Linked DNA regions of Oryctolagus cuniculus: region 2 is linked to region 1. A link is a contact called in public Hi-C data. All regions are on one chromosome and are shown on one strand. Each heading gives the region's core, a stretch centred on a gene start, on an enhancer-like site or on the middle of the called end of the contact. The rest is flanking DNA. Distances are from core to core; before and after follow the strand shown.

Region 1 (6,611 bases), core at 994-3,493:
TGAGTGGTGGCTCCCTGTGCCATCTGACAAGCTTACTGGGCTCCGCAGCTGGCTTCCTGACTGTGGGAATGGGTCCAGGGGCCGCGCTGAGAGTGGGGGTGGTGAGCCTTCGCTGCAAAGACATCAGTATTTTTTTTAAATGTTGGTCTAAGCAATTTATTATTTTTTTAAAAGATTTGTTTATTTATTTGAAAGACAGAGTTACACAGAGAGAGAAGGAGAGGCAGAGAGAGAGGTCTTCCATCCGCTGGTTCACTCCTCAATTGGCCGCATGGCTGCAGCTGTGCTGATCCGACGCCAGGAGCCAGGAGCTTCTCCCAGGTCTCCCACGTGGGTGCAGAGGCCCGTAGACTTAGGCCATCTTCTATTGCTTTCCCAGGCTACAGCAGAGAGCTGGATCAGAAGTGGAGCAGCTGGGACTCGAACTGGCATCCATATGGCACTGCAGGCGGTGGCTTTACCCACTACGCCACAGCACCTGCCCCAAAGCCATCAGTACTTCCCACATGCCCACTTTGGCCCACGAGGCTGGTTTCTGTGGCACGTGGTTCTCTGCCAGACGTCAGCCGCACCCCTGTGTGACTTCAGCCAGGCCACGTGGCCTCTCCCTCTGGGCGTGAACTTTCTCATGGAATGGTGATAGCACTACTGTTTGTCGCGCAGATTTATCACGAGTGGGAAGTGCTCGGAGGGGATGAGGCACACGGGAAGTGCTTGCGTGCCTGTGCGCTGTGTAACAGCTTGTGGGAAGACTTTGAGGGCGGGACCTCGGTGCGTGCTGGAGACGCCCCATGCCACATCAGAGTCCCACCTCTGCTCTTCCGTCCAGCTTCCTGCTGAGGTGCATGCCGGGAGCAGCAGATGATGGCTTGAATTCTTGGCCTCTGCCATCCACTTTAGAGACTTGGATTGAGTTCTGGGCTCCTGACTTTGGCCTGGCCCAGCCCCAGCTGTTGCAGGCATTTGGGGGAATGAACCAGTGGATGGAAGCTCGCTCTCCCCCCCCTCAAATAAATGAAATCAACCAATAGAAAGAAGAGATTGACCTGTGCTACAACGGTGGGGACGGTCATTACCTCACTCAACCTAATGCATTGTGCACCTTGCCTGGTCCCACCGTGAGCCCCGAGCACCGGGCAATAAGCCCCCCGACCCATGCCCTCCGGGAGCCCAGGCCAGATAGGAGAGCGGCACACTTCCGGGGGGCAGGGACCCCTGCTCCAGGACCACTCCAGACTTCCCAACCCGGTGCTTGCAGAGGGGGTTCCTCGGGCGGGAGGGAAGTGCAGGCACAGGGAACAGCGGGTAGGCAACAGCCTGGATGCCTGGCGATGCCGGCTGAGTTGGAGAGGGCCCAGCGGAGGGAGTCACCTGCGGGCCACCAGGAGCCAACCACGGGGCTCAGCAACCTCGTGACACCGGCAGAGCAGGGCTGCGCCCACCAAGCCAGGTGAAACACATGGACACGGCTCAACCGTGCCACGAAAACAATCCCTCCCCCCCAGGTCCCACAGACGGGGCCCACACGGTGTCCCTGAGCTGCCACCGTCACAGGGCAGAGCTGGTGTCTCGCCGGGTTGGGATCACAGCACACACGGCCCCTTCGCTCTTCTGCGAGCCCCGGAGGTGAGTCTGTTTCCTGGCGTTCTGAATAGCATCGTTCCTCCAGGGGCTCCCAGATCCTTCTCTCGTCTTGGCACGGTTAAGCCAGCGCCTGGAGCCCATCGGAAGCCCGGTGACAGACTCCAGCGGAGGCCAGGCGGCCCTGGGGTACAACGGGTCGCGCGCCGGGGAGCGGGCAGGACGGGCGCGCCGCAGGACTCCCCCTCTCCCCCACCGGTAGGCCGCGTTCCCGGCGCCCGGAACTCGGAGGGCCGCAGCTCAGGCCAAGACTGCAGTGCCCAGTGCCCCTTAAAGGACAGCTTGGTCACCACGAGGCCTGGCACGACGCACTCGGGAGAAGCCAGGCGGAGGGAAGACCCAGCGCAGACACACTCGGGAGGGAGCCTCGGCACCGGCCACGGCGCCCCGCTCGCTGCCCTGGCCCGGGGGCGCTCCTCCGCGCCGTCGGACCGCGCCGGAGCCGGGCCGGGGCCACGGCGGCCGCGGGCCCCTCCTGCGCCGCAGCCCGGAGGGAGCGGCCGCGCGCGGGGCCCGCCCGCCCTTTCTCCTCCGCGTCCCTCCCCTCGCTGCCCCCGCCCTCGCTCCCTATTTGGAGCCGAGACTCCCTGACGTCGGAGCCGCTCGGCTCGCAGCTCCCCCGCACCGCGCGCCCGCCCGGGCCGCAGACGGCGCGCAGCGCAGCCCAGCCGAGCCTCGCGGGGCCGCCGCCAGCTCCGCCGGCCGCCTCGCCCAGCCTCCCGGGGGCGCCCGGGCCTGCGACCCCGCGGCCCGCACCAGCTGCGCAGGACCCGGCGGGCGCGCCCGCGCTCCTCCGCCGCCTCCGCCGCCGCTGCCGCGCGCGGTAAGTCCCGCCCGGGCCGGCACGCGGGCGCCCGGCTTCCAGAGGCTTCGGCCGCGCCCCCGGCCGCGAGCTGCGCACCCCCGCGCGTCGGGCGGCCGCGGGCACCGTGCGGAGGCGCCGCCGCCGCCGAGCTCGGGAGCCCAGGGCCCGCCGGGCGCGGGAGCCGGGGACGTGGGCGCGGCGCGGGGGTGGCCGGGGGCAGCGCTGCGCCCGGAGCCCGTCCCCAAACTCGCCTCGGGGTCCGGTTTCTCGGTCGGAGTTCCCGCGGCCCGAGAGGACACGGAGGGAGATGCGGAGCCGGGCGGGCCGCGCGGGCGCCGGGGCAGCGCCCGGGGCTCGGCCGCTGGGCTCGCGCGTCCCCCGGCGCTGCTCGGGCCTCCGGGCTCGTGGACGGCTCGGCCTCGCTCTGCGCCCCTCTCCCCTCCCGCGGTTCCCGTCGCCCCGTTTCCGCCCCTCTTTCTGCGCCCCCCCCACCTCAGTTTTCTGCTCCCCGGGGCTTGTGGCTCTGCCTTTATGTCTCCTCCTCCCCGTCCCCCCGCGCCGCTCCCCCCGTGCGGCTCCCGGGCCCCCGCCCTCCAGTTCAGGCATCCCACGGTGTTGGAGGCGCCCCCACCCCCCCAAGTTGGGTTGCTAGATTGTTTCCTGGGGCCGGGCCAAAGTGCAAAACCCTCTGCCCGCGCCCGGGGCCTGGCCTGGGTCGTCCCCACCTGGAATTGAGTCTGGGGCCGGGAGAGCCCTTTCCGGGGGCTCGTTTTTTTTTTTTTTTTTTTATATGAATTCCACCCCCGCGACGCTGTCTGGACAGCAGGGCCCTGCTGCCGGCCACCTGCCCGCCCGCTCGCAGGGCGGGGCTGCCGCTGAGCCTGCCCCAGCCGCGGTCGAGGGCAGCTGCCTGCCTCGGCGTGGCCAGGGACTTGGCGGACCTCAGAGGTCCAGGCCGCATTTGCAGGCTTTGGGAGACCCTCGCCCAGCTGTGCACCCCCAGCCTGTAAGTGGGGGCGCCCCAGGGGAAGAGGGACCAGGCCCTGGCTGGGTGGGGGTGGAGGAGCCCCTCACCCTTTGTGGCTGTCTAAGCTGTGACCTCCTGAGCCTCCCCCAGGGCTGGGGCTGCTCGGGTGTGGTTTGCCTCAAGAATGGGGGCCAAAGACGAGGGGAGGCCTGAGCGGCCCCTTGTTCACCCACCCCTGCAGGCTGCTGCCTCTTCCCGCTGTCCCTGGGGGCCTGTGTGCTGCAGGCCAAGACAGGGGTGTGGGTGCCCCGTGCTAGCCGGCGATACGGCCTCATGGTTTTACAGGGAAGTTTCAGACTGAATTTGGCTTCTTCCCCTGCTCCGTCCGGCCCGCAGCCCCAAGGCTTGGAGGCTCCTGCGGCGGGCAGGGCTGCGGTGGGGTGTGCGAGGGGCTTCTGCCCAGCAGATGTGCCGGCCGGCCCTGCGGAGCTCGGCAGCTCGTTAGCATGCATCTGTTTCTTCGGAGGCTGTTTTTGGCCTGTGGCAGGAGGGCTGTGGCCCTGGGCTGGGGGCCTGGCACCGCGGTTAGTCACAGCCGGAAGCCGGAGCTGCCTGGCAGAGTGGCATGGGCCTGGCCCTGCGTGTCCGCCCGCTGGACAGTTGCTCATCTCTGTCTGTCCCAGAGCCTTCCCCGGGGCCAGGGGGAAGGCGCCCTGGGGTGAGTGAGCTCGGGTCCTGGAATCGCCACAGCCTTGAGCAACGCTGGAGCCAGACTCTGCCCCGGGCGGATGTGCTGGAATGGACGGTCCCAGGCAGGATGCCAATGCTACAGGTGGCAGACGCGGGGGCTGTGACCATTAGACTGTCCTGTCTCTGGACACACGTCGAGCTCTGCCCAGACCTCATCCTCAGAGCCCGAAGTGGGCTGGCGGGGCTGGGGATCCACAAGCTTGACCCCGCCTTGCCGAGTCCCAGAGGGACCTGCTGTCAGTCACACAGTCGAGAAGTCCCTGTCCTCGTTCCAAGACCTAGAGGGTCACCCCCACCCTGCTGACCTGCAGACCTAGGGCTGCGGCCACAAACGCCACGCCCTCAGCGCCCTGCGGCCACTCAGCCTGGTGCCCGGCTCTGCCTGACCGCTCATGGTGGGTTGTGTGTAGGTGGGGCTGGTCTCCCCGGGACCCTGCCTTCTTGGTGTCCCCCTGCCAGGTTGGAGTTGGCGTGGACCTCCTCTGGGCTCCTGCCCTGGCAAGCCCACGTGCCGGGCAGCACTTAGCAGTTGCTAAAACCCTTTCCCAGCCATCGTCTCTGCTTGGGTTTCCCCTAAATCCAGTGTCATCAGGGCGGGAGGCGGGCTGGGGACCGCCCAGCTCATGGTGGGAGGGAGGAGCGGAGGGGCGTGGCTGAGGGCAGGGAGGGTCTGAGTCCAGGGCTCTTAAACTCGGGACTCGACCCCTGGCGGGCAGCTCTCCGGAGGTCTCAGTGCCGCTTCAGCTGCCCTGGAGGTAGGTGCCCCTGAGGCACTGAAAGGTGCCAAGTGGCTGAACCTGGATTTGAACCCAGGTCTATCATAGATGCAGAGAATGGGGACGAGGTCCTGGCTCTGTGTGTGTGTGTGTGTGTGTGTGTGTGTGTGTTACTGTGTGTTCCCAGGGGCACAGGTGGGTTTGGGTTGCCTGTGTATGTGTGTGCATGTGACGGGGCAGGGTGTCTCCCCTGTACCTTGAAAATCCTGGTGTGGCCCCCAATGTTCAGATTTCCCCAAAAGAGGATGTGGGAAGCGATTGTCCCCTTGTTAGTCAGGATTCCTGGTGGATGGCGGCGGTGCTGCCTGACAACCAGGGTCCAGGAGGGGACCTGTGCAGCCCCTGTCAGCTGGGCCGTTGTGGGGTCCCCTTTCCTGGGGTGCTTCAGCCTCTGAGTTGGCCTCAGTATCCTGTGAGTGGGAGGCGCACGTAATACAGAAGCCAGGGCTGCAGCCGGGGGTCGGACTGGGCATCTCGGGGAGGGTGCTGGTTCTGGTAGGGGGCGGAGGACCCCAAGGCCTGACCCCTGAAGCCTTCCTGGCCTTCCCCCAGGGACCCTCTGGAGCCAGGCCCCCCAGCCAGCCTCCAGGGCAGGTGAGCTGGCTGGCCTGTTGCCTACGTGGGAGATCAGGGCCGGTCGCTTCCTGGGCCTCATGCTCCACGAGCCGGAGGAGATTCCTTCTCCGTGTGAGTGGCAGCTCCGAGGGAGCCACGGAGCCGCCGCGGAGCGAGGCTTGGACTTGGGGGTGGGCGGTGGATGGGAGTGGTAAAAGGGCACCGTGTTCCACCACCCTGTGCCCAGGGACCGGGTGCAGCGTTCGCTGGGCTGCCATGGCCACGAGCTCGGCTACAGGAGCTGAGTGGGGCGTCAGCTCTGCTCCGCAGGGACCCCAGGTCCTGCCCAGGGAGGGCGGGACTCCAGAGCCAGTGGCGCCGTCCACGGGGGCAGCGCAGGCCTCTCCCCAGCGCCACGTGTCACCCCTGGCTTCCCTGGGCGCCTCGCCCTCCACTCCTTGCTTCTTTCTCTTCTTTGACCTTTTTCACCGGCAAGTGTCCCCGTGGCTCCCCGGCCACTGCCCAGGCGCAAGTTCTGGGTTCTCCTGTGGGCTGTGCGTACTCAAAATCTCATCCCTCTGGGGCCTCAGTGTTCTCACCCGTGACGTGGGACAGCAGACAGGATCTGCATTGCTGGGTTGTTGTGAGTTCCGGGGAGAGAGAGAGAGAGAGAGAGAGAGAGAAAGCCAGTCTGGTTCCCGGGAGATGGGGCACTCCCGGCCGGGGCTCCTGTAGCTCCCCCACTGGGACCGCCTTTCCCCTAGCCATCCAGTGTCCAGCCAGAGTTAACCTCCACTCCCCAAGCGCCCCTGATCCCGCCCTCCGGGCTGTGAGCTCTGGAGTGGCAGGGGTAGGGTCTGGGGCCCCTGATCCCTGGCCTGCTCGAAGGCGCTGGGCCGGTGATGTCCACGTGCCGCTGCTGCGGGGCCAGCGAAGGGTGCTGCTGGGCCTGACAGGCGGGGGGCGGCAGAGGGGGCTTGTTGGCGGAGAGGGGGTCTGCAGCTCCCGTCCTTGCCCTGGTGTTCTGGGAGCCCTGGGCAGTCCCGAGGACAGGGAGGAAGAAGAACAAAGAATCTGGGTGAGGCACTAAGGCTCAGGAAGGGAGCAGAAAGGCCAC
Region 2 (6,552 bases), core at 2,944-5,443, 110 kb before region 1:
CAGCCAAGAGGACCTTTGTTGAGGTTTCTGACTCCCAGGACCAGATGAGACCTGGTAACCTATTTATCTAAAGCAATCAATGTCACCGTAGTCAGAAGGACGCCAGACTGTGGCCGAAAAGGAAAACAGAAGTCAAAGGCAGAGGAGTCACGCCAAGCGTCTGGTCCAGCAGTATAAAGTGAGACCGTAAGTGGGGAAAATGAATCAACAAGTCTGAAGCGAGGCGGACCCAGAACAAAACGCACAGGGGGAATACAGAGGGCGGGGGACTGAGCAGAGAGGCCCGGCGCGAGGCCAGTGGTGACGGAGCTCATTCCATAGGTGCTGCTCCTTGACAACCAGACACTGCTCCGTGGATCAGACACACACCATCTAACCGTGTGAGGCCTGGGCCAGTTTAAAGCCGGAATTTGTCAAGGAAACGCTGATTGCCCAAGATTACTCTCTTAGGCACCATTGCCTGGACGATCACCGATGCACTCCTGTTGGACTTCAGTCTCCGCGAGCTTTTGTCCTCTACCGCATGCCACCTGTGATTGGCACAGGTGTGGTAGCACTAACAGGCCCAGGGTCACCTTTCCCGCTTCCTCCTCCAGGGCACACGCATGCTGTATATTTCCCAGCATCCTTCACTTAGCTTGTGTTCCTGTGACTGGGTTTCAACCAGTGGAGTGTTGGAAGAAGATCACGTGCCATCCCCAGGCACAACTGCAAAATGCCTCTTACGTCCTATCCCACACTCTGCCTCGTCCTTCAGTTGAGTGCAGAGGATAAGGGAGAACTCCAAGTTGAGAGAAAACTGTGTCCCCCGCTGGGGCTGTCTGCTGAAAATATCCAATCAGGCGGCCTTGGGGGCGGGGGGAATTCTCCTTAGTAGAAAGCCACTAAGAGTTGGGAGTTGTCTGTCCCAGCAGCTAGAATTACCCTAAGACAGGTTTAAAGAGCTCCCCGTGACAGCTTCCTACAAAGCGGGAACTACTGGGGATGACAAATCTATGCAGGATCTCCCTAAAGGTGAAGGTTCCGCAGATACCTCCAGGTAGAGCCCCTGAGGCTGGCATAGCCATGTATGAGAATGGAATGAAAAGTACGTTTAGGGGCTGGCGCTGTGGCGTAGCGAGAAAAGCCGCTGCTTGAAGTGCCGGCATCCCATATGGCACTGGTTCAGGTCCCAGCTGCTCCACTTCTGGTCCAGCTCTCTGCTATGGCCTGGGAAAGCAGTAGAGGATGACCCAGACGCTTGGGCCGCTGCACCCGCGTGGGAGACCTGGAAGAGGCTCCTGGCTCCTGGCCTCGGATTGGTGTGGTTCCAGCCATTGCAGCCATCTGGGGAGTGAACCGGTGGATGGAAGACCTGTCTTTCTTTCTCTTTCTCTCCCCCTCCCTCTCTGTAACTCTGCCTTTCAAATAAACAAATCTTTTTTTTTTTAAAGTATGTTCATTTTGGTTCAAAAGAAAAATTTGAATGCCATGCATAGTTTTTTCAGAACTCATATTTTTATGAGCTTTCTGAAGCCCCCATGTAGCTGGGGCGCCAGGATTTGAGCACAGCCTGTCTGATTCCAACGCCTGTGCTTTCATTTCACGCTTCCACCTTACCCCAAACAAAGAGGTGTTTAGGTGTTTGGTGTAATGATCATAATGATGACGAACTCTACGGTTCCGTATAATTTACTCCCTGGCACATCTGTGCTATATATTAGTGGTGGAACTTCCATCACTGCCCACAAGCCACTGAGGGTGAGTATAATGACACCCTGTCATCACCATTTTTATGTCAACATCATCCCCAAGCACTCAAAGGAAGGTAGTTAAAATCATTATCATTTTCTCCAGCCTGCAACCCAAATGTTTACCAGTCTGCTAAAAGATTTTTTGGGACCATGCCCTAAAGGGACCATGCCCTTCTCCATCCACTCTCTCTTCCTTCTCAACCGTTTTACCCAGAGGAGCTTTGTAGCGTCCTTTCCTGAAATATCGTACCTGTGTTCTCCCTACAGTGTTGAAAGGGCAGGTGGCTGAGTCACCCTCTGTACCCTAGTTTCCTCATCTATAAAACAAGGGGCCTGAATACCTACCACAGGCCATTAAAAGGCAATGGCCTGCTGGCATGTAGTAGGCCAGACAGGGTCTCCCACCCCCAGCAGTTCTCATCAGCAAACCCCCATTTGCCAAATGTCAAATGATTCTTTACAGTTTATAAATACGTTTCCCAGTCTTACTACATTGTCCGTGTATTCTGCACCTGGTTATCTAGGCCAGCCTTGCACATCCTTGATCTTAAACTCCAGCTCTACAGAAACTCTGTGCTTGTTAAATATTGACGAGTTTATGGGCCGTGTTATTCACAAATTGTTTTTTAAGGATAAATCATCAAGCACTTCCTGTCTTGTGAACCTTAGGCAAGAAGACCCCTGGAATGAAATACTGTTTCTGTCCAGGAGAACCATTAGAGACATCATTTTAAAACGCATGGCAGTGTGATCTTAAAAATAGCATTTTAAACATCTGAGTAAGAAACATGTGCTCATTATAGAAAAACTATAGAAAGGGGCTGGCCTTAAGGCACAGTGGGTTAAGCCACTGCCTGCAACCATGGCAACCCATATGGGAGCAGGATTGAGTCCTGGCTCTTCCACCTGCTATCTGTCTCTCTGTTGATCTTCCTGGGAAAGCAGCGGAAGATGGCTCAAACACGTGGGCCCCTGCTACCCAAGTCTTTGGGCCATCTTCCGCTGCTTTCCCAGGCACAGTAGCAGGGAGCCATATTGGAAGTGAAACACCTAGAACTTGAACTGGTGCTCACAGGGGTTGCTGGCATTGGAGGCAGCAGCTTAACCTGCTACGCCCACTGCCATTCTTGTTAAAATCTAAAGTCTTACTCTGTTTTCTATTGAACATATATACATGTTTTACAAAAAGGCACACACATTTTTATAACCTGTTTTTTCTCACCTAGAGATACGTCAGGAATATTTTTCAGATTACTAAAGATGCTCCCATGGCATAACTTTTAGTAGCGGCTAAACATCCATTGCATGGAGGGATTCTGATTCTTTTTTCCTAAAAGCAATCCCCTACTGTTGTACACCCTAGCTTATTTCTAACTTCTGCCCACTTTCCGCAATGAACATCTTCGTATCTCTCTGTTCACCTCCCCAATTATTTTCTTGGAACCCACAAGTAGAATTTTGCAGCGAAGGAAGACCACATTGTCAAGGACAGCACATTGCTGTCTCTTGCCAAATTTCCTGTTAGAAAGTTGAACAAAATCCTAGCCCCACCAGCAGTATATGAGAATGCTATAATAAAGGCTTTCGGCCAAGAAGATGATTATGAAAAAAAAATAATCAAGAAGATAAGTGTTTGCTAAAGACTCACCCCACGCCAGCTGTGTTTATTTGTTGAACTCTATCATCATGTTCCTTGGGCCAAACACTGAAGGTCCTTTAGACGCTTAGTTTATTTAGTGCTTCTTTCAACACCCTGAAACTTTGACCCAGGTTTTATCTGAAGGAAAGGGGGTTTTTGGTAAACACAGATTGTAGTTGGAAACTCAACCCAAGCACTTCCATGCCTCTTCCCAGCACGGGCTACCTCTGCCGTGTCAAACTGCTGGGAACCCATCAGAAAGGGATGTTGGCCGAGTTGGAGCTGAGAACCGGAGTGCTAACAGGTAAGTAAATGGTTGGGTGAAAAAGTTCTGTTCTGAGGTGCAAAGGAAAAGGCCAATAGCAAGCCAAGGGTTTAGAGTTTCATTCCGACCTGCCCTGATAATATCACCATGGTGATGGTCTCCGCAAACAGTTGCAAAATACCGAGATGAAAAGGAATGCACCAGTTCCACCCAGGCGATCCGGAGTTATTTTAGGGACCAAGGCAATGTCATCTGGGGTAAATATGGAATGCAAAAATCTGTTCTTTTAATAATTATCCTCGCCTGCTTTTGTGAGGCTGAACAAAGACCTGGCAAATCAGTCGTTTGTACTAAAAGCAGCACCAGCCCAGCGTCTTCAGGGCTCGAGGGAAAACACAGCCAAAGAAAAGGAAACCGGCTAAGAACAGATGCTGGGAGGATTCCTCTCACGCCCTGGCCTCCGAGACTCTGCTGCGCCCGGTGTGGAGTCCAAGGGTGGAACGAGGCTGATGTTCTCGGGAAGGGTTGGTCTGGCTGAAAGGCTGGGGTCGGGACCCCAGGGAACTGAGCTTGGTTGCCTGCCCCTGACCTTGATTCCTGGGCCAGAGGCAGCAGAGGGAAGCATCTTCAAGGCCGTGTCCTGTCTCTGGGGCCTCACCATCTGCTGTAGACGACATTTGCCGCTCCTATCCCCTTGCTGTTCTCTTTGAACCCTTGACTCAGCGAGCCTCGGTCCAGAAAAGCAGAATGAGCTATTTTTTGCACCAAGAAAAAAATGTCGGGCAGCGCACTTGCTGACCATGAAATGCTTCCTCTTTGCACTTAACCCCTCGCTCTTCCCTTTTTCTCCTTTCTCCTTTTCTTTTTACAGTTTATTTATTTGAAAAGCAGAATGACAGGGAAAGAGAGAGAGAGAGGGAAAGAGAGAGCTGGTTCACTTCCCAAATGCCTACAAGAGTCTGGGCTGGGCCAGGCTGAAGCCAGGAACCATGGGCTCCCTTGGGTTTCGCACGGGAATCCAAAACCCCACACTCACCTGTGGATGGGTATTTCTTCAGCTGGTCTGAGACAGCGGCTGTTTGTTCGTTTCATTGATCCAACAAATATATTTACGGAGCGTTTACCAGGAACGAGGACCTCTGCCAGGAACAGGAGCTGCCAGGGTGAACAAGATCCCAGGGCCTTGGAAACCCTCATCTCCAGGTGGTGCGCGCAACTGCCCGCTCCTTACAGAGCCTCCTCTGATTCCCCCTCTTCTTCCCCGTACTTGTCACCACAGGGCACATCGTACACGTCCTTGCTCGCTGTGTAGCTGTCAGGTTTCGCCTGCAAACATGCCCTCTTTGAGTGTACGTTGTCTACGGGTTCGCTGGGAATCCCAGCACCTTGAGCCGAGCCTAGCACACGGCAGGTGTTTCTTAGTCCGTTCAGGCTGTGATAAATACCACGGGCTGGGCGGCTTAGAAACAACAGCACCTGTACTCGACTTCTCACAGAGCCGGAGGCTGGGAAGCCAAGATCAAGGCACTCATGGAGGTGGTGTCTGGTGAGGGCCCTCCTGCTGCTTCGTAGTTGGCACCGTCTCGCTGTGGGCCGAAGGGGCTAGCTAGCTCTGGGGGTCTCTTTCCTAAGGGCACACATCCCAATCATGAGAGCTCCATCCTCACGACCTCATCATGTCCCCAAATCCCCACCCCCTAATGCCATCACCTTAGGGGGTAGGATTGTCACAGACAAATGTGAGGGGGGCACAAACCTTCAGATCGTAGCAGGGGGCTCCACAAATGCGTCAAATCAACGCTGCAGTCCTCTGGGAGAACTTTCTAGCAAGAAAGTCTCCAGGGAATGAGCTGAGACCCTGCAGGTTACAGCAAACGACAACTTCCTGAAACTGTACGGTCGACCAAGCAGGAGAGTGCCCGGAATGGGTGGGGCCCTTCACCTCACAGAGCCCCGGGTTCCTCCTGGTGAAGGGGGGGGGGGGTCATGGCCGCCTGTTGGAGTTGTGAGCGTCGAGTGAGGGAATGCGAGGGAATCGCCCAGCCTAGGACCTGCACACGCCTGGGGAGGACCATAATGGCTTGCTGCTGGAGCCTCCTAATTACTACCACGGCCACTTCACTGACAAGGAAAGCGGGGCACACAGAGGCTCCGTGCTTTGCCTGCTGTAGGTCAGGCAGGGCCGGGACCTCTGATAGGGACCGAATTCCAAACACAGTGCCCTACGTATCAGCCGCCACCTGCCCACCCTGGAAGGAAGCACAGCTCGTGAGGCCCTCTGGATTCTTCCTGCAGCCTCCCTCTGACGGTCCCCGTGTTGATCTGTCTTAGCACCCACTGCTCTGGGGAGATGCAGGTCTCAGGGGGACTGGGCGTTTGGTCAGTGGGTAAAGGATGAACCCCCCTCCAGCCACCTCCCAGCCCATGCTGCAGCTTCCCGCCGTGCCTGCCTCGAGTTTCCCCACAGCTCCTTCTGCTCTGATGCCCTAGGGCTGCCCTGTCTGCCAGCGTCTGCGCCAATGGGGATTCTGATCCAAGGAGACTCATTAGCATAAACAAATCTGAAAGGGTCTCAAAATCGAAAGGTTCTCAGAACCCTGACTAGACTAGAAAGACTGCTAGTGACAAACTTCCTAAAAATAATCAGAGTTTTTCAAAAGGCTGTAATGGTGTCAGGTGTCATTGATTCGGCATCTCTTCAGTGCCAGGCAGCATGAGAGTCAATTTCTAAATGCCCAGTCCTGACAGCCAGGAAAAGCAAATATTATCATTCCTACTTTGAGATGAAAAGTTGAGGTTTTTCAGAGGTCACGTGACTTCTAAGTGATGAACACCTGGGAATTTTTGAAGATGTTTATTTATCTGAAAGGCAGCGTGACAGAGAAAGACAGACCCTTCCCTCTGCTGAATCTCTC

What was found. A called contact is a pair of places that touch in the nucleus more often than the background predicts.
Region 2: a contact with region 1 is called in a Hi-C map of an unstated tissue, with 2.5 times the contacts expected there. The contact joins the enhancer-like site here to the promoter of NBL1 in region 1. A contact is called at or near these places in 2 of 6 Hi-C or Micro-C datasets (psoas muscle and an unstated tissue).

The regions. Positions count from the first base shown.
Region 1 is chr7:151,004,333-151,010,943 of mOryCun1.1, reverse strand. It overlaps NBL1 (NBL1, DAN family BMP antagonist), which reads left to right and starts at 2,243. Exons shown (of 4, transcript XM_070079208.1): 1 at 2,243-2,464.
Region 2 is chr7:151,120,287-151,126,838 of mOryCun1.1, reverse strand. No RefSeq gene overlaps it. Among named protein-coding and RNA genes, the nearest start is that of CAPZB, 17 kb to the left of the region's middle. Within about 2 kb of position 4,193, at least 3 of the 8 cell types and tissues checked have an H3K27ac peak or open chromatin away from gene starts, as enhancers often do.